Regions from separate parts of the Mus musculus genome. Here region 1 is linked to region 2. Evidence: chromatin contacts called from public HiChIP or PLAC-seq data. All regions are on one chromosome and are shown on one strand. Each heading gives the region's core, a stretch centred on a gene start, on an enhancer-like site or on the middle of the called end of the contact. The rest is flanking DNA. Distances are from core to core; before and after follow the strand shown. Region 1 overlaps Galm (galactose mutarotase). Region 2 has its middle 70 kb from the start of Atl2.

Region 1 (4,943 bases), core at 1,889-4,388, 350 kb before region 2:
TGAATGAATCGACATGTGAGGGAAACACATACAGCATCAAGCAGAACTTGGAGAGGGTTAATTCTTAAAAACTATGCCTTAACACAAAATTAGAAATTTGGAAGAGCTGTGGTCGGTGGCGCACGCCTTTAATTCCAGCACTCCGGAGGCAGAGGTGTAGGATCTCTGTGATTTGGAGGCCAACCTGGTTAACACAGCAAGTTCCAGGACAGCCATGACTATGTAGAGCAGTGTTTCTCAGCCTGTGGGTTGAGACCCCCTTTCACAGGTGTCACACACCAGATGTTTATATTATGATTCACAACAGCAGTAAAATTATGGTTATGAAGTACTAACAAAAATGATTTTATGGTTGGGAGGTCACCACAGCACGAGGAACTGTAGTAAAGGGTGCAGCATCAGGAAGGCTGAGAACCACTGACATGAGAGACTTTTTTTTTTGTCTCAAACAAACAGACAAACAGACAAATTTAGAATAATTCTCTCTCTCTTCCTTCATTTCTTTCTTTGTTTCTTCCTTCCTCCCTCCCTCCTTTCCTTTCTTTGCTAAATCACAAGAAGCCATATGATTCAAATGTATTTTCTTTGTTTCTTTCGGATTTTCTTTTTTTCTTTTTGTTTTTTCGAGACAGGGTTTCTCTGTGTAGCCCTGGCTGTCCTGGAACTCACTTTGTAGACCAGGCTGGCCTCGAACTCAGAAATCCGCTTGCCTCTGCCTCCCGAGTGCCCGGATTAAAGGTGTGCACCACCATGCCCAGCTCTTTGGTTTTTCAAGGCAGGGTTTCTCTGTGTGTGGCTCTGAACTTCTGGAATGCACTCTTTAGCTCAGGCAGACCTAGAACTCAGAGCTCCACCCACATCTGCCTCCCAAGCACTGAGATTAAAGGCCTGCATCCCCACAGCCCAACCTAATCTTTTTTTTTTTTTCATTAATATGCTGCCATGTGTTTCATAGGCAGGTATGTAGAAATAATGAAAAATTTCCCCTAGATTTACCATGTCCTTGGAACTTTTTTAGTAAGTAGAATGTCTTTTTCTGTGACTCCCTCCACACTTTGGTAAAGTCCAACTCATTCCTTAAGAATATTCCTTAGGGCTAGAGAGATAGCTCAGCAGTTAAAGAACAAACCAGTTGCTCTTGTCTACAACCCAGATTCAACTCCTAGCATGCACATGCTAGCTTACAAAATGTCTGTTAATGTCAATTCCAGGGGCTCTGATGTCTGATGTTCTTTCTCTGGCCTCTGCAGGCACCAGGTATGCATATGATGCATAAATACACATGTAGGAAAAAATAAATGCCCATATACATAAAGTTAAAAAAGAATACTCTCTGAAAGAAAAAAAAAAAAGGATACTCTCCAAGTCATGAATGGTGTGATACATACTTGTGATCTCAGCATTACAAGGATGAGACAGGAGGTTAAGGCCACCTGGGGGTACAGAGCAACAGCAGGAAAAAAAAAAAGGAGTCATCTATAATATGATGGTACATGCTTGTAATAGCAGCCACTAGGGACTGGGCAGAAATATCTCCAGTTTGAGATTAGCCTGGATGACATAGTTTAAAAACACAAAGTTGGGCATAGTGGATCTCTGTGAGTTCGAGGCCAGCCTGCTCTGCTGGTCTATGTACTGAGTTCCGGAACAGCCAGAGGTACACACTAGAGAGAGCCTGACTCAGATATCTACATCTACAAAACCCAAAACAACAGTAGAAGTCAGAGTACTTCCTCTCACAGGTGTCACAGGTGTCACCTATTAGATATTTACATCACAATCATAACAGTAGCAAAACCAAGGGCAGACTGATCCTCTCTTCCTTTTTGTTATCATCAGACATGGAACAGACTTGCTCAAACATTTACTATCCTGTGGTCTAACTACCAGACTATAGCAAGCTTTCCACCTCTGCCAAAGGTGCGTTCCAAAAGGGCAGGAGCAGTTTCCTGTCCTCCATAGTCCCTGACCTGAGCTAGAACCTTTGCTTGGTGGAAAAGCTGATCTGCTTGAAACCAAGGCTGGAAAACGGGAGCCACTATGAAGGTGGCAGTGGTCTGTGACAAAGAACGAAAAGTCCAGATGGAGCAGGGCGTGGTGGCACACGCCTTTAATCCCAGCACTCAGGAGGCAGAGGCAGGCGGATTTCTGAGTTCGAGGCCAGCCTGGTCTAAAAGTGAGTTCCAGGACAGCCAGGGCTACACAGAGAAATCCTGTCTCGAAAAACCAAAAAAAAAAAAAGAAAGAAAGAAAAGTCCAGATGGCTTACGCGAGTGGTCTGAAGCAGACCCCTCGCTTCACAGAGACACTGGCCCAGGTGCAAAAGGAACTTGCCTGAAGTGATAATATCTCCAGATCTCAAAGCCTTCCAAAGTCAAAGACGGCCCTTTCTGGCGCACTATGATCTGTCTGTCTGCCGTGGGGACAGCACCTTCCACCCTCACCCCCCAAGTCCTCTTGGTTTTTCTAAGACTCTGGAAAATGAACGAGTTCTTTTACCTTTGGTTAATCTGCATATGTGAGTTTCTGCTTTGGGCTAAGAATAGAAAGGAAATGTCAATCATGCTTTGAGCAAAGCTGAATGCACAGAAAATGAAAATGAAATGGAAATTGTGTCCACAGACAGGATGCTACATCATGGTTCTAATATGAAAGCCACCAGACCCATCCGTCCCATCTGTCCATCCGTCCGTCCATCAGTCTGTCCATTCTATCTTGTGTGCTTTCTGAAGAGGCTCTATATCCTCCCGATATGGCTGGGTGTGTGTTAAAACCTAAAGCCTGGCAGCTGGTGACCTCTGACCCAAAGACGTGGCGGCTCAGCTCAAGGGCACAGGAGTGATTTGACTGATCCGGCTTCCTCATTCCAGCAAAGCCTGAGGACACACAGCAGTAAGGATCCCTCATGTGCTGTTCTTGTGGCTACAGGGTAGCAGCTGTGGTGAGTATAGACTGGTTTGAACAGCTTAGGACTTGCTGGCAAACTAAAGAGGAGAGAGAAAGACAAGAAAGTTGAGAACATGTGCGAAGGGACGCTTTTCAGTGATGAACTCCTGACCTACGCTGAGGAAGGGTAGGGGAGGAAGCGAGGTCATGAGTGGGTGGGTGACAGCGAACGGAACTAAAGGGTGGAAGGATCAAAGGGCCACGGGTTCTTGTGGTGCTGAAGAGTGGTGGGCTCTCAGAGACAGACATCCTGAAGAGTGGTCAGAGGGCTGCCTTGGGAGGAAACCAGTCAGACCCAAGACAATCACAGTGAGCAGGTGAGAGGACAAGACGGGGGTGGGGCAGGATACCGCCAGTGAACCGCGATGGATGGTGACGGGAATGGTGTTGGAGTGATTGCCATCCAGACGTGAGGGCAGGACAGGAGAAAGGGCATGTGGACAGGGGTCAACAGAATGCTCACGAGCACGCCACTCTAGCTGCAGCAGCTGAACCCTACTCCTCGGGATTTGCAAGAAGAGGATCTGATCACTGAAGACAGAACCCATCACCAGAGTCAGCCTCCCTCTTTGTAATCGTTGACAGACTGATAATTATTCACTCTCTGAAAGTAAAGAGAAAGCTCAGAGCTCTTCTGCAACCCACCAGCCTTTGTCTTCTCTCATCTCCTTGAGGGTTTCACACTCAGGTCTTATGATAAGGGATGTGGCCTTTCTTCATGTCTGTGGCAGACTGAACCCTGGTCTACTCCCGTCCCTTGTGTGCCCTTGCTGACATGACACTGACACCCCCTCACTGACAGCTGGCATCTCTTCCTCTTTGAGCTTACATGCACCTTGATAACCACCTCAATAGAGCTGCTGGGGTGTGACTCCTGAGACACCGGTATGAGATATAAAATGGCTTCAGCCTAGGCTGCTCTCAAGACATGAGCTCTTGAAGCCCAGCCACCATACAATTAGGAAGATCAAGTCACAAGGCTGTGTGTGTGTGTGTGTGTGTGTGTGTGTGTGTGTGTGTGTGTGGTGTGCAGTTACGGTGACAGCCTCAACTGAGCTCCCAACCAAAAACCGACACCAACAGCCAAACACTGAAGAAACATCTTTAGATGTTTATGTGCCAGTCCTGATCTTTGCTGGAGGCCCAAGAGAATGACTTGTCTGTAAAGAAAATGTCTTATAAGCATTGCCTGCCAATAAAAAAGCTGATGGCCAATGAGCTGAGGCAGGAAATAGGAGGTGGGACCCTGGCAGGAGGAGAGAGAAAATAAAAGGAGATGCAGAAAGAAGAGAGAGGGACTGAAGAGATGGACATAAACCAGAAGGTAAATGAACTCAGGGAGATGCTGAGAGAGAGGAGGAGGCCAGGACTGAAGAGAGGTAACTAACCATGTGGTACACAGGAAAATTTGAATGGGTTAAGTAAGTTATGAGCTAGTCAGAGAATGAGCCAAAGCTTATGGCCTAGCCATTAAATAATAAATAATTAGTCTCAGAGTCGTCATTCTGGGAGCAAGACTGGGAAGAAAAACCAGAATTTGTTTTTAACATTCGTCCTAACAGAAACAGACAATAAATGACTGTGTTGGGATGGTTTGTTATGTAGCAATAGCTCCAGTAATCGCTCCAGGATGTTTTTTGTCTCTCAGCACTGACTGACAAGTCTCTGTGGAGGCCTCTCTCCCTCCATCTTCCCCTCTGTACACTGTTTTTAAGTGCCTTCGAGAGAGCGAATATCAGGAGCATGGATCCTTGAGGTTACTTTTGGACGGTACTGGGGTGATCACGTAAGCGCTCAAGGACCTGAGTTAATCCCCAGAATTCACGTAAGGAAGCAGCTCCAGGAAGACGCAGAAAGAGAGCTGCTGGGAGCTCACTGGCCAGCAAAGCCAAGCCAGCCATCTTGTTAAGTTCCAGGCCAGCGAAACAGGAAGGATGGAGCCAAAGGAACAAGAGCTGTGCTTATCCGGTGGCTTTCCTGTGCATGCGCATACACAC
Region 2 (5,365 bases), core at 1,721-4,220:
TAGACAGATATCAGGTATCAAAGTTAAATCAGGATCCGATAAACCATCCAAACAGTCCTATAACTTCTAAGGAAATAGAAGCAGTCATTAAGAGTCTTCCAACCAAAAAAAGCCCAGGGCCAGATAATTTTAGTGCAGAATTCTATCAGACCTTCAAAGAAGACCTAATACCAATACTTCTCAAACTATTCCGTAGAACAGAAACAGAAGAAACACTACCTAGTTTGTTCCATGAAGCCACACAAAGACCCAACAAAGAAAGAAAACTTCAGACCAATTTCCCTTGTGAATATTGATATGAAAATATTCAATAAAATTCTTGCAAACCAAATCTGAGAGCACATCAAAATGACCATTTACCATTACCAAGTAGGCTTCATCCTGGGGATGCAGGGATGGTTCAATATATGGAAATCCATCAACGTAATCCACTATATAAACAAATTCAAAGAAAAAAAAACACATGATCATCCAATTAGATGCTGAAAAATACCTTTGACAAAATACAACACCAATTCATGATAAAAGTCTTGGAAAGATCAGGAATTCAAGGCACATACCTAACCAAAATAAAAGCAATATACAGTAAATCAATAACCAACATCAAATTAAAAGGAGAGAAACTTGAAGCAATCCCACTAAAAATCAGAGACTAGACAAGGTTGCTCTCTCTCTCTCTCTCTCTCTCTCTCTCTCTCTCTCTCTCTCTCTCTCTCTCTCTCTCTCCAAATAGTACTTGAAGTCCTAGCTAGACCAATTATACAACAAAAGGAGGTCAAAGGCATACAGATTGGAAAGGAAGAAGTCAAGATATCACTATTTGCAGATGATATGATTGTATACATATGTGACTTCCAAAATTGTACCAGAGAACTCATACAGCTGATAAACAACTTCAGCAAGGTGGCTGGATATAAAATTAAGTCAAACTTCACCACCATCTGACTAAGACAGATGCAGATACTCACAGCCAACCATCGGACTGAGCCCAGGAGCCCCAATGGAAGAGTTAGGGGAAGGGCTGAAGGAGCTGCAGGGGTTTGCAACCCCATAGGAAGAACAACAATATCAACAAACCCGATTCCCCAGAGCTCCCAGGTACTAAACCACCAACCAAAGAGTATCCATGGATGAGTCTGTGGTTCCAGCTACATATGTAGCAGAGGACTGCCATATCTGACATCAGAGGGGAGTTCCTTGGTCCCATGGAGGCATGTTTCTCCAGGGTAGGGGGATCCTAGAAGGGTGAGGCGGGAGTGGGTGGGTAAGGGCGCACCCTCTCAGAGGCAAAGGAGAGGGGGATGGGATGGGGGATTTTCAGAGGGAAGACCAGGAAGGGGGACAACATTTGTGATGTAAATAAATAAAAAAAGCAGTGAATAAAAAATTATAAAAACCACAAACTGGAAAAAAAAAAAAACCAGATCAACATACAAACTCCCCACAAGGATACGCACAGCCTATGTATGGGACTTTACACACCTAAGAAACAATGGCTTCTGATCTCCTGTTAGTCTATGCTCCAATGGCCCAGCAGAGGGAGCGACGGTGAGAGGTGTTGTTTGTCTTTCAGGGTTGTAGGGAACCATGGTGAAGCTCCCACGATGGTGGGCAATGCTCTATCCATCCATGGACTTCCATGCAGAGCCTGCCTAGCCTGGCAGAAGCAAGCTTCTGGCTCTCCACACAGCCTGCAGGAGAGCGATGCTTCTTCATAGGACAGAAGGATCTGTGTGCAGTCAAGGATGGTGGTCACGATGAATGGCATCAAGGGTCAAGGGGGCTCCCAGCCAGCAGATGTGCTATTGCAGCTTCAGCCCACCCACTCTTCCCTCATTACCTTGTAGTCACACAAAACAGAGCAACAGCTATTGAGGGAGGTAGACCATTTGATGAATTACGAGTTGGGGATAATAAAGAAAATACAAGTGACACCCCAAACCTGGAGGATGAGAGCTCCAGGGTTAAGTATTCAGAGCCTCTTCGGGAAAGGACATGTCAGGGAGGCAGCCGCTGATTCCCACCACTGATGCCCTAGCTTGTGGGGCTCACGGACCGCAAGGAATTGGCACTGAACTGGTGAGATGGAGCATGCTCGAACCTGGGATATCTCAAACTTGAGACCGGAAGGAGTGGGTTAATTCTCTCCCTGTCTCTATGCCTGCCTTGGAGTATGTACCCCAGAGACCCTCAACCAGGTTGTCACAGGCAGCGTACCCAGCAACTGGAATGCCTCTACATGCTATTGAGAGCTGCTTCATTAAAGATCATCGGAGAAAGCCTTCACTTAAAGAAGCCATCGTAACGAAGATTCTCGAAGGAGGTTCCCCTTCCTTCCAGCCCCACCCCCACTATCCCACTCCCAGGGTCCCCACCTCCATCCCAGTCCCAACTGGTCTGGGATCCCTCTTGTCCCAGACTTTACCCCCCTCCTGGCCTGGTGGTCAGTGGTGTCTGACGCCTGGAGGAAAGAGGCAGATTGCGCGAACCCACCCTCTTCAGGATTTCTCCCTGTCTTCTACAACCCTGTGTACCGGGCACCTGCCCACCGTGAAAGGAGAGGTGGAACCTTGTACCACAGCTGGCACTCAATGTGGTCCAACCAACTGACGCATACCACAGCTGGTGCCCACAGGATCCAACAGAACCTCCAGTTTGAGCAACAGATGCCTGGGAAACCTCAGGTTCAGGACATTGTCAACTGAGGTGAAGCTGTGATGTTGCCAGAGACTTGGCATCACATTGAGAGCCATGCAAGCCTATTATGCAGAGAAACGGCATCCTCTGCTCTTTCCACAGCTGAACCACCGATTCTGGACACTCCTTTGCTGGGAGGCAACAAAGACACATTCACAGGGGTTGGCTCTCTTCCTTGCATCTGCACCAGGGAAGCCAGTCACGCCAGGCTGGCCTGCTGGGACCAGCTGTCAAGTGTAGTCCAGTGCCCAGGTCTTTCCACTGCTTCTTCTCACAGATCTCTCCTCTGGGATGCCCACACATGTGACTTCTGGCAGCGCTCACTAATGACACCTCTGCTTGTGGTTTCTGCTTGGCCTCCGGGAAAGCTTTGTTTTGTTTGAGGACACTGAGCCAGGAAACAGAAATACTTTTTTTTTCTCTGTAAGCCACAGAGAGATCTTGTGATCAAGCCAACAGGAATGCCACAATAATATTCAATGGGGGTCTAGCAATCTGTTAGGTGCCATGCCAGCTCTTGGAGACACAAAGATGAGAAAGAATGGAAACTTCTTTTTGTTATGTACTTGGGCAAAGGGCACAGCCTCGAGTTTTGGTATCCGGAAACAATGTTGGAAAATCTGGGTTTGTCATCTGGCTCTGCCAGGAAATTACAGTCTGAATTTCCTTAGCCACTTAATTAGCAAAGAGTATAGATGGGTAATTGGAATATTTCTGTGCTCTCTGAAGACACTGGCCACTTGGTCTCCTGCTTTATTTAAATTATCATGTCATATTGGATATATGTAAAAATGTGAGAGTCACACAGTTAAGTGATGGCGTTCAGGAGCAATGGTAGCCCCTGTGAGCCTTCCCTCCAGCATACCACCAACATGATCATTTCAGCTGATGGCTTAATCTCCTTAGTCACCTCCCAGACAGCAGCCTTCTAAACTTTATTTATTGCCAATCCTTGGTATTAAAATAATTTAACATGAGCTTCTCCTAGCAGAATAGACTTACAGAAATCTTGTGCACATACAAAAGAGTGTCTCCAGGGTAGGATTGCTAGGCAACAAATATATGAATATTCAACTCACTTCTTCTGGTTGTATTTAAACTCCCACTAACACAGTCTGAAAATTCCAGTCCACTCACGAACATGCCAAGCCCTTGATGATATCATACTTTGTGATTTTTGCCAAACCAGTGGGTGAAAATGGTATTCATTGGTGTCTTAACTAGTATCTGATTGCTAATTAGCCTGAATATTACTTGTGCATAGACAACAATTCACGTTTCCTGCTTTGTGAGCCCTTTGAGGTGTCTTCCCTCCATATTTCTCTTTTGGATAGTTTGGCTTTGTACTTCATAACTTATTTGTTGGACTTAGAAGAGATTTTTCAAAAAGTAACTTCCATAAGCAGGTTATAGGTCTTACATATAGTGTAAATATCTTCTGGCTCGTGTTTTTCCTGATCACCCCCCACCCCACACACACACACACACATCGGGTCTATTGTTAAATGAGATTCTCAGGGGTAGAGATGTATCTCAGTTGTTAAAAGCATTTGCTGCTCTTACCCAGCACTCACCTGGCTATTCATAGTCAACTGTAACCCCAGTTTTGCTGCCCTCTTCTGACCACTGCATTTGCAAGCCGTGTAATTGGTGCACATACACATATGCAAGCAAACACATAATATTAAAATAAATAAATCCTTTAAAAAAATAACTCTTGATTTGAGCATAGCCCCTTCCCCAGTGATTAGCACTTGTGTCTCTTTAAGAACCTTTTATCAAAAAAAGGACCTTTTATTGTCTTGAGGTTCTTCTAGATAATCTTAAATAGTGTTATCATTTTGCCTCTTATACCTAAGTGCTAAGAGTTAAGGGGAAAGGATTTGAATTTCCTGTGTGGTGTAAAGCAGGGTTAATTTTGTCATAGACTTCGTCCATATAGTGACTAATGGCTCTGCAGCATTTCTTGGGGAATTCTTGCTTTGGAAGTCATCACAATGGTTCTCTGATGTCCTCACATGAATCTACCCCATCTCGTTCTTTATCTATGTCTCTGCCCATACAACAGCCACTTTCATTATGCCAATTTTATATATGCCTTGATTGTCTTTCTTTCTAGGAGTTACCTTATTTTGAAGTCTTTGCTTGTTGTGTAAATTTGAGACTCACTGGCCAAGCTCCTCAGTTATTCTGGTTGGCTTTGCATTGGAATTGAATACAGATTTGTGGGGAGAGAAGGGACACTTGTGAAATATTTCAGAAATATTCATATGTTGCATGGGCAGTCTCGAAGGGGCAGACATATGCATTTACACTGCTACTCCAAATGATGGATGCTTTTCTGCACTAAACCCTTGGTGAAGAGAGCATGTGTGAAGATTCTCAGTGAACTCAGATTATGATTCTGGCTTAAGAAGTCCCAAACTGTCTAGCCCGTGTTTTCCAGAACACGTGAGGTTGGAGATAATCACAGGGTGATCTTCGTTGACACCCAAGGGGTTGGGCCAGAATGATGATCAGTCTGCCTCCTATTCCGTCCAGCAGAAAAGGGCGACAACACTACGTTCTTCTCAAAGCAGTTTATTTAGGAACCTTTCAATATCATGCATGAATCTCTCTCCAGAAATCAATTTCTCCAGGAAAAAACAACAACAACACCCCCCCCCAT

What was found. HiChIP or PLAC-seq counts read pairs in DNA pulled down with a chosen protein or histone mark.
Region 1: a contact with region 2 is called in an H3K27ac HiChIP or PLAC-seq map of T-cell acute lymphoblastic leukemia, with 3 times the contacts expected there. The contact joins two enhancer-like sites. A contact is called at or near these places in 2 of 15 datasets of contacts at CTCF or cohesin (the NIH/3T3 cell line and large pre-B cells), 2 of 484 Hi-C or Micro-C datasets (the G1E-ER4 cell line and group 2 innate lymphoid cells), 3 of 115 datasets of contacts at active chromatin or transcription factors (T-cell acute lymphoblastic leukemia, pancreatic cancer cells and stem cell-derived neural progenitor cells) and 1 of 9 other capture datasets (embryonic stem cells).

The regions. Positions count from the first base shown.
Region 1 is chr17:80,173,111-80,178,053 of GRCm38.p6, reverse strand. The region is part of intron 4 of Galm (galactose mutarotase); the gene reads right to left. Among named protein-coding and RNA genes, the nearest start is that of Gm51284, 19 kb to the left of the region's middle. Within about 2 kb of position 3,138, at least 84 of the 459 cell types and tissues checked have an H3K27ac peak or open chromatin away from gene starts, as enhancers often do. A contact at or near this core is called in T-cell acute lymphoblastic leukemia, where this site is marked.
Region 2 is chr17:79,823,011-79,828,375 of GRCm38.p6, reverse strand. No RefSeq gene overlaps it. Among named protein-coding and RNA genes, the nearest start is that of Atl2, 70 kb to the left of the region's middle. Within about 2 kb of position 2,970, at least 74 of the 459 cell types and tissues checked have an H3K27ac peak or open chromatin away from gene starts, as enhancers often do. A contact at or near this core is called in T-cell acute lymphoblastic leukemia, where this site is marked.